Linked DNA regions of Sus scrofa: region 2 is linked to region 1. The links are chromatin contacts, called in public Hi-C maps. All regions are on one chromosome and are shown on one strand. The core of a region is the stretch at or near the end of the contact, and the rest is flanking DNA. Distances in the headings are between cores, read along the strand shown.

Region 1 (3,820 bases), core at 479-2,978:
TTGTGAGGGATATAAGCAGGTGGGCAGGCAAAGAAGCTCTGCCTGATTTTATAAAATATTTACACATTCCTAAGGGCAGCACAATATCCCACTGATTAAATCAAAAACAATTCCTGGAGTTCCATCATGGCACAGCAGAAACGAATTCAACTAGGAACCGTGAGGCTGTGGGTTCGATCCCTGCCTCGCTCAGTGGGTTAGGGATCCAGCATTGCCGTGAGCTAAGGTGTAAGTCGCAGATGCCACCCGGATCTGGCGTTGCTGTGGCTGTGGCGTAGGCCGCAGCTATAGCTCCAATTGGACCCCTAGCCTGGAACCTCCATACGCTGAGGGTGCAGCCCTAAAATGACAAAAGACAAAAAAAACAAAAAAACAATTCTCTGGGGAGTTCCCGTGTGGTTCAGTGGGTTACAAACCCAACTAGTATCTACGAGGATGCAGTTCAATCCCTGGCCTCACTCAGTGTAGGCTGCAGACATGGCTCAGATCCCAAGTTGCTGTGGCTGTGTAGGCCCACAGCTGCAGCTTTGATTTGACCCCTAGCCCAGGAACTTCCATAGGCTGCAGGTGTGGCCCTAAAAAGAAAACAAAAAAACAAAAATGATTCTTCAGAGTTACCAATTTTTTCTGTTATAACATAATCTACAATAAACAGAAGGGTTTCTTGTTACATATTTGGGAGAGATTTTCAGGAATGAATTACTGAGTCAAAAAGTATATAAACCCTTTCAAGGTTCTTGATTTATTGCCGAATAAAACGAGCACCTCTAATCTCCAGCATATCCTCATGGAGCAAAGCTCTCCAGCCTTATGCCGAGAATGGGTTACTGACTCCCCTCAGCTCTGGGAAGGTCAAATTCCCCAGGTGGTTCCCTCCAGCTTTCAGCGGCTTCACATCCCACAGCTGGTCCACTCCAACCTCAAGCAGCTTCATCTATTTCCCCCGGGCACTGTACAAACAGTATCATTTCCTATGTGGCCTATGACCTGAAAAAGGATGGGAGCCCTAACGTGACTGAGTAGAAAAGTGCAGACTCGGGAGGCAGGGCATGCTGGTTCACTCCTGGCACCACCACTTAAGGCCCCACCTCAGGCCCGTGGCCCAAACCAGAAACACCTTCCCCTTGATTCCTCTCCAAGTAAATGAGTCTGTCTGTAAGATTTCTTTCATGTGCACGCCCTTCTTTCCGTCTCTCACCTTCCTTCCCAACTCGGGTTTGGAAGTCCCTCAATACAGCCTGCTACATTCCGGTAGCCCCGTGGATCTGAAATTCAAGCAAGCATCCGAATCATCTGGAGGGCTTATTAAACACTGATTATGGGGCCTCATCCCTAGAGTTTCTGATTCATTAGGTCTCGGAGATTTCTAACAAATCCTCAGTTACAACGACCCGAGGCAGACAAGGGAGGAAGTCCTGCCCCCATTTCACAAGGGAGGAAACAGACTAGGAGACAAGCATAATCCAAGAGTTTCAGTGACTGTGACCCAGCCCCAATCCAAGGACCGGAGGCACGTGAGAAAACGGACGCCAGGGTTCTAGGTCTCGGCGTCCAGGACCGAGCGCAGTCTTTGTTCCGCAGCCTCCCGCCCTTCCCTCAACCCTCAGCCCTCGCTGTCACCCATGCTCACCAGGTTTACTCCCTGCCAACTCGGCCCGCGCGGCGACCGCCGTGCCCGACCAGCGCGCGTGCGCCGGGGGCGTATCCACGTCAAACTCCGCCTCCTGTCCTTACCGCCAATCACAAAGCCGTGCTCGGGGGACTGGCCCCACCCCACGCTAGAGGTTTGCAGGAAACTTAGCCGCGGAGAAAGAACATGCTCGTAGATTGGCCTGGGCAGCAATAAGTAAATCACCATCCGGGAAGTGCCCTCTAGGATTTAGGGAGGTGTAACTCTATGATCAAGGCCAATTTCCCAGGTTTTGAGCCTAAAGTTCCCACCCACTGCCAGGGCCCGCCCCACTCTCGGAATAGGAGACCCGCCTTGGATGTTGTAACTATGACAACAGCGGGCCAAGCGAGTTTGAATCTATCCTGCGATTTTACAGGCTTTCAATTTAAATAAATTAAAAAGTTTAAACAGTGGAAATGAAGCACCTTTATTTCATCTTTAAGACACTAAGACAAACTTTTATTCACAAAATATTTTTTGAACAGCTGCCGTGTCCCAGCCCCTTGAAGAAACGGGGAATGGTGAACAAAACAGACAGGGTTCCCTGCATTCAGTGTAGCTTACATTCTAGTCAATAAATCAATACAGTGAAAGTTAAAGGGAGGCCAAAGATCTCAGGGGTCAAGATAAGTGGTATTTTAATGCAATTAAGTTTTTAAAAATAATGCAAAAACTCCATGATGCACAAATGGTCAAAATTTTATGTAAAGACAGGACCCATTAGTCAGATGGTGTTAAATACTGTGAAGAAAAATTAATTAGACAAGGGAAAGCATTGGCGGTCTGTGGTTGCCATTTAAAATAAAAGGATCAAGGAAAGTCTGATGGAGTAGGTGACAGTTTAGCAAAGACCTGAAGGAGCTGAGAGGGCCTTGCAGATATGGGGGGGGGGAAAGAATGTTCTAGACACAGAGAACAAAAAGTGCCAAACGCCCTGAGGTGGGAGCTGTGTATCATATGACGCTACCTAACTGGTAACCGCTATAGTTTATTCAGCGCCTAAAATGTACACGACCCAGTGCAAGACCCTGGTGGTTCTGATACTGGCCCCAAGAAGCTCTCAGCCCACCAGGATCTGCCAGGAAAAATACTGTGTGATCCGTGGTGTAATAGGGTGGGCTGAGGGGGCTGAGAACAGTCCTCTAGGAATGCTGGGAAAGAGGGCTTCCCTGAGGAGGTGAGCTTCAAGCCGACCCTGAAGGATGAGTGGAGGTTAGCAACACAAGAATGGCAGTGGGAGGGGATTGGAAGGTCCAGGACACACGCAGGCCCTGAATCAGGAAATGATGAGCCAGTGTGAGGGGCGTGGGATGGGGTAGGGTTTACATCTTTGTTTCCCTCCGCTCCCAACACCGTGCCTGATAAACAAACCAAAGCAGTGGTTCTTAAACTTGACCGCACTGGGAATCGCTCGGTCCCAGCCCCACGATGCTGGTCTTTGATCTGGGGTGGGCCTGGGCATCAGTACTTTAGACTCCTCCTTGATCCTAACATGAAGCCTGGGCTCGATCCCTGGCCTAGAAGAAGGGCTTCAGATAGCCTGGTGCAGGGAGGGGAGATGGGAGACGCATGTCATCGTCCTGGTCTTACAGCCGAGAAAAATACAGCTTGGTGGGCTCCATGACTGGCATCTGCTCACCAGCTGGAAGGTGGGGCAGAACCTGGGCTGGACCTGAGCGCTTCTGCTCTAAGAGCATCATTCAGCCACTGCAGCCCAGCTCTGTGCTCTGGGCTTTCCCCAAAGAAGGCAGTCCCCAAGGTCCCCATGCCTCCTCTCTAGAGACAAAAGGAGAAAAATCTTCAGGATCCAACGCAGCCTTAGACTTCTCCTGGCTCTTTATGCACTTTCTTACATCCCTTCCAATCCTGGAAGAGCCAGGCATCCTTCCTCTGCACCCTGAGGTGTTAATTATTTCTCAATTAGTAGTTCCTGGCTCTAGAGCATAGTGGTGTGGAGAGGCCTAATGACTTGCCATGTTTATACACCCCCACATCTTCAGAGCACTTTACCAATGGTAACTAATTAGTGCTCACGACCCCCTTGGGAGGTAAGCCGAGAACTGCTGCCTTTTGCCGAGAGTTCGCAGGAGGCTCTGCAGACGGGAGCTGCAGGGTCCCCTCAAGCCAGCCATGGTCACAGTAGATTTG
Region 2 (3,820 bases), core at 957-3,456, 550 kb before region 1:
AGGCTGAGACCCCCTTGAGGGCAAACATGGTGTCTTATTTCCTTATTCTACCACCAAGCACAGGCCTGGCATATGGAAGGCTCAGGTGAGTGCTAAGTACTCAGTTGACAAATACGGCTTGGGAGCCAGACACCGTGCTAGGTGCTGGGATACAGCAGAGGTAAATAAAACATGGGCTCTACCTGCATAGAGCTTGTGGGCTGGCACAGTGTCACAGCAGTTCATCTCATTTTTCTTGCGTGTTATGTACCAGGTTTGTATGAAGAGTGAATGAGGTCTGGTGCTCTTTTTATGCTGATCTCTTACTCCCAAGAGGTATTTTACAGATAAAGTGAGACAAGTGAAGGAGCTCTGTTAACTGTAAACTGTTGTACAGCAAGGCGGTTATTTATCTTTTCTTTTTTTTTTTTTTTGCCTTTTCTTGGGCCGCTCCCACGGCATATGGAGGTTCCCAGGCTTGGGGTCCAATCTGCGCTGTAGCCACCGGCCTACGCCAGAGCCACAGCAACTTGGGATCTGAGCCTTGTCTGTGACCTACACCACAGCTCATGGCAATGCCAGATCCTTAACCCACTGAGCAAGGCCAGGGATCAAACCTACAACCTCATGGTTCCTAGTCGGATTGGTTAACCACTGAGCCATGATGGGAACTCCAAGGCGATTATTTTATTTATTTATTTATTTATTTTTGTCTTTTTGCCATTTCTAGGGCCACTCCCGCAGCATATGGAGGATCCCCAGGCTAGGGGTCGAATCGGAGCTGTAGCCACCAGCCTAAGCCAGAGCCACAGCAACGCAGGATCCAAGCCGCGTCTGTGACCTACACCACAGCTCACCACAACACCGGATCCTTAACCCACAGAGTGAGGCCAGGGATCGAACCTGCAACCTCATGGTTCCTAGTCGGATTCGTTAACCACTGAGCCATGACGGGAACTCCAAGGCGGTTATTTATCCATCTCAGCCTTAAATTTATCTTCTCCATGTTTTACTAATCTCACTTTCCCTGGCTGTTTGGAAATTAGTAGAGAAGTTGGCCATGTCAATCATGAATTTTAAAGGTCCAGCTTCCTCTCAAAGACAAGCCTTCTCTCAGCCTTCTGCCTTTTCAGTGTAAGAAGCCAGGCGCTGACATCTGCTGTTGCCTCTGCTGCGATGATGCTCCTCACCCTCAGGCCCTGCTTCAAGGTCACCTTCTCTGAGCTCTGCTGAACCTTCCCCTTCTCATTCTCTAGCAGGTACTATGTTTATTATTAATAATACCTTATTGATTAATCACATATTATTATTTATTCATTCATTAAACACATATTGAGTCTGTGGCAGACGCTGATCTACAGGCAGGCTTCAGTGAAGAATCTGAAACCCGCGCACTCATGGAGCTTATATTCTAGTGGGAGAGTCATTACACAAGATCAAAATGGAAAACATGGCACGTTAGTGTTAAATGCGAAAGAGAAAAATAACTAGGGAAACGGGGTAAGAAGTGTGTGTGTTGTAATTGCTATTTATTTACTTGCTGTCTGTCTGTATCGCCTACTAACCTATAAGGTCTACGTCACATCTGTTTCATTCACCAGTGCAAACCTGGTGCTCAGCAGTGCCTGAGAGTTTGTCATTTGATAAACACGTGTTGCTCAAAGAGCAGGGTACACCTCCAGGTGTACCTCTGATCCTGCTTCTAGGAGGCGCAAAAGGAAATTCCAAGGAAAGAGGAGGAAAGGAACTCACTTTCAGCGCTGGGGAGGAGGCGAGCAGTACAAGCGGTCGGTGCAAGGACCACGCTCAAGCTTATCGTGAGAAGTGGTTGAGAGGAAAGGAAACCCACCACGTGCGGGACGCTGCGCAGCTGCGCTAGTTTAGGCACTTCTATCACTATTTTTACAGCGAGGGACTTTAAGGCTCAGAAGGACGTACCCTGCCCAAACTCCAACTGCCGTAAGAGATCAAGGTTGTCCTGAGTTCGAGTTTGAGGTCCTGGAGCTCTTCTCCTAGTCCCGTCCCAGCCCCCATCACAACCACTCACCTACCCTCCAGCGATTCCCCTCAGGTGAGGATCATGCAGGTTCCCCCCCCGCCCGCGGCGAAGCGGGCAGGGTTCCACCTGCGGGAAAGGAAGAAGGTCTGGGGGGTGGGGCAAGACAAAGATGCCCTGATTGTGATTGGTTAAAGCCGCTGCCACTCATAAACGGAGCCTTGGCGTTCAGCCCATTTCGTTCCCAGCAGGCCTTGCGCTCGGGAAGATGGTGGCGTCCAGGTGGAGGCTTTGAGAAGATCCGCTGGGTATGGCGTTGGCGTCTGGGCCCGCAAGGCGGGCGCTGGCTCGCCTCGGCCGGCTCGGCCTTGGGGGCTGCGGGGCCCCGAGACGCGGGGCGTACGAGTGGGGTGTGCGCTCCACGCGGAAACCCGAGCCTCCTCCCCTGGACAGAGTGTACGAGATCCCAGGACTGGAGCCCATCACCTACGCGGGGAAAATGCACTTCATGCCCGGGCTGGCGCGGCCAGTCTTCCCTCCCTGGGACCCCGGCTGGACGCACCCAAAGTTCCGCCGTTTGCCCCCGCTTCACGAGCACCCGCTGTACAAGGACCAGGCGTGCTACGTCTTTCACCAGCGTTGCCGTCTCCTCGAGGGTGAGGCCCCAGCACGGGCGGGAAGGGGCCTTGTTCCTCCACTCAGCACAGACCTCAATTTTCTGTGGCCTTGGGCAGGACATTGAAACTCTGTGGGCCTCAGGTTCTTCGTCTGTGAAAGGCGCCCGACATTGATTCCCATCTCCTGAAGTTGTCAAGATTAAGTGGGACGAAAAGAGCAGCATGTGTGAGAGAGTATTAAGAATTTTAGTGGCCAAGTGAAAATAACTGGTTTCTAGGCTTAGCCTTGCCTCTCCCTCTCTGTGATTTTGGTCAAGTGGCTGAAGCTTCCTAAGCCTCCATTTCCTGTGGCATGAGTTGTTTTTGACTAGGTGGAGCACATTGGCTGAGCTCTTGACACCCTCCAGATGTAACTATGTTTAAGAACTAGATGGGAGGGAGCTCCCCTTGTGGCTCAGTAGGTTAGGAACCCGATGAGTATCTGTGAGGATGCAGGTTCGATCTCTGGCGTCGCTCAGTGGGTTAAGAATCTGATGTAGGTCGCAGATGTGGCTCAGATCCCGCTTTGCTGTGGCATTGCTGCAGCTCTGATTACACCCCTAGCCTGGTGACTTCCGTATGCCACAGGTGTGACCCGAAAAAGGACTAGAGGGGAATTATAGTGCAAAGAGACGACAGAAAGAGTGCTTAATCTGCAGGCCTATCTCCTTTTTTCACAGGATTGGTAATTGTGACAGAGGGGATGTGACTTGCTCACAGCTGTGCTGTGGGTTACTAGTGAAGCCAGGCCTACACCAGGTCAGTGTCTCTTGTCAAAGGTCAGAGCTGAGATGTTTTTCAAGGAAAGGATCCAGACCTAAAAGCTGTCTAGTTCCCTTCTCCTTTATTCCTACTAGGAATAAGAACAGCTCGAAATAACTTGAGCCAAAACTATCTGTATGTCTATGGCAGTAGCAGAAATTGTTTCATTGTATGGGGGGGCTTGTTTATTGAGAGACCCTTTACTGATTTTTCTCCTTATTCTTCCTTAGTCCCTAAATCAGGATAGGGTTAGGGCTTGGCCTGAAAACACAAAATGGTCCAGGTAAGTGGGAGCAGAATTTTCCAATGAGTAATTAAGAAAGAAAGAGACCTGTCAGAATTTGGGGACTAAGCCAGCGAATAAATCCTAGGTTTGAAAAACACTTGAGTCAACCAGCCAGCCTCTTAAAGCTGCCCAAACCCTTTC

What was found. A called contact is a pair of places that touch in the nucleus more often than the background predicts.
Region 2: a Hi-C map of liver shows a contact between it and region 1, with 6 times the contacts expected there. The contact joins the promoter of MRPL37 here to the promoter of PARS2 in region 1. A contact is called at or near these places in 1 of 5 promoter capture datasets (fetal liver) and 2 of 47 Hi-C or Micro-C datasets (heart right ventricle and liver).

Annotation. Positions count from the first base shown.
Region 1 is chr6:157,586,893-157,590,712 of Sscrofa11.1, reverse strand. PARS2 (probable proline--tRNA ligase, mitochondrial) reads right to left here and starts at 1,728. Exons shown (of 4, transcript XM_003127972.3): 1 at 1,631-1,728.
Region 2 is chr6:158,141,915-158,145,734 of Sscrofa11.1, reverse strand. It overlaps MRPL37 (39S ribosomal protein L37, mitochondrial), which reads left to right and starts at 2,206. Exons shown (of 7, transcript XM_021096592.1): 1 at 2,206-2,631. The coding sequence starts at 2,286. It overlaps LOC100622386 (NADH-cytochrome b5 reductase-like), which reads right to left and starts at 2,138. Exons shown (of 6, transcript XM_021096602.1): 1 at 2,027-2,138.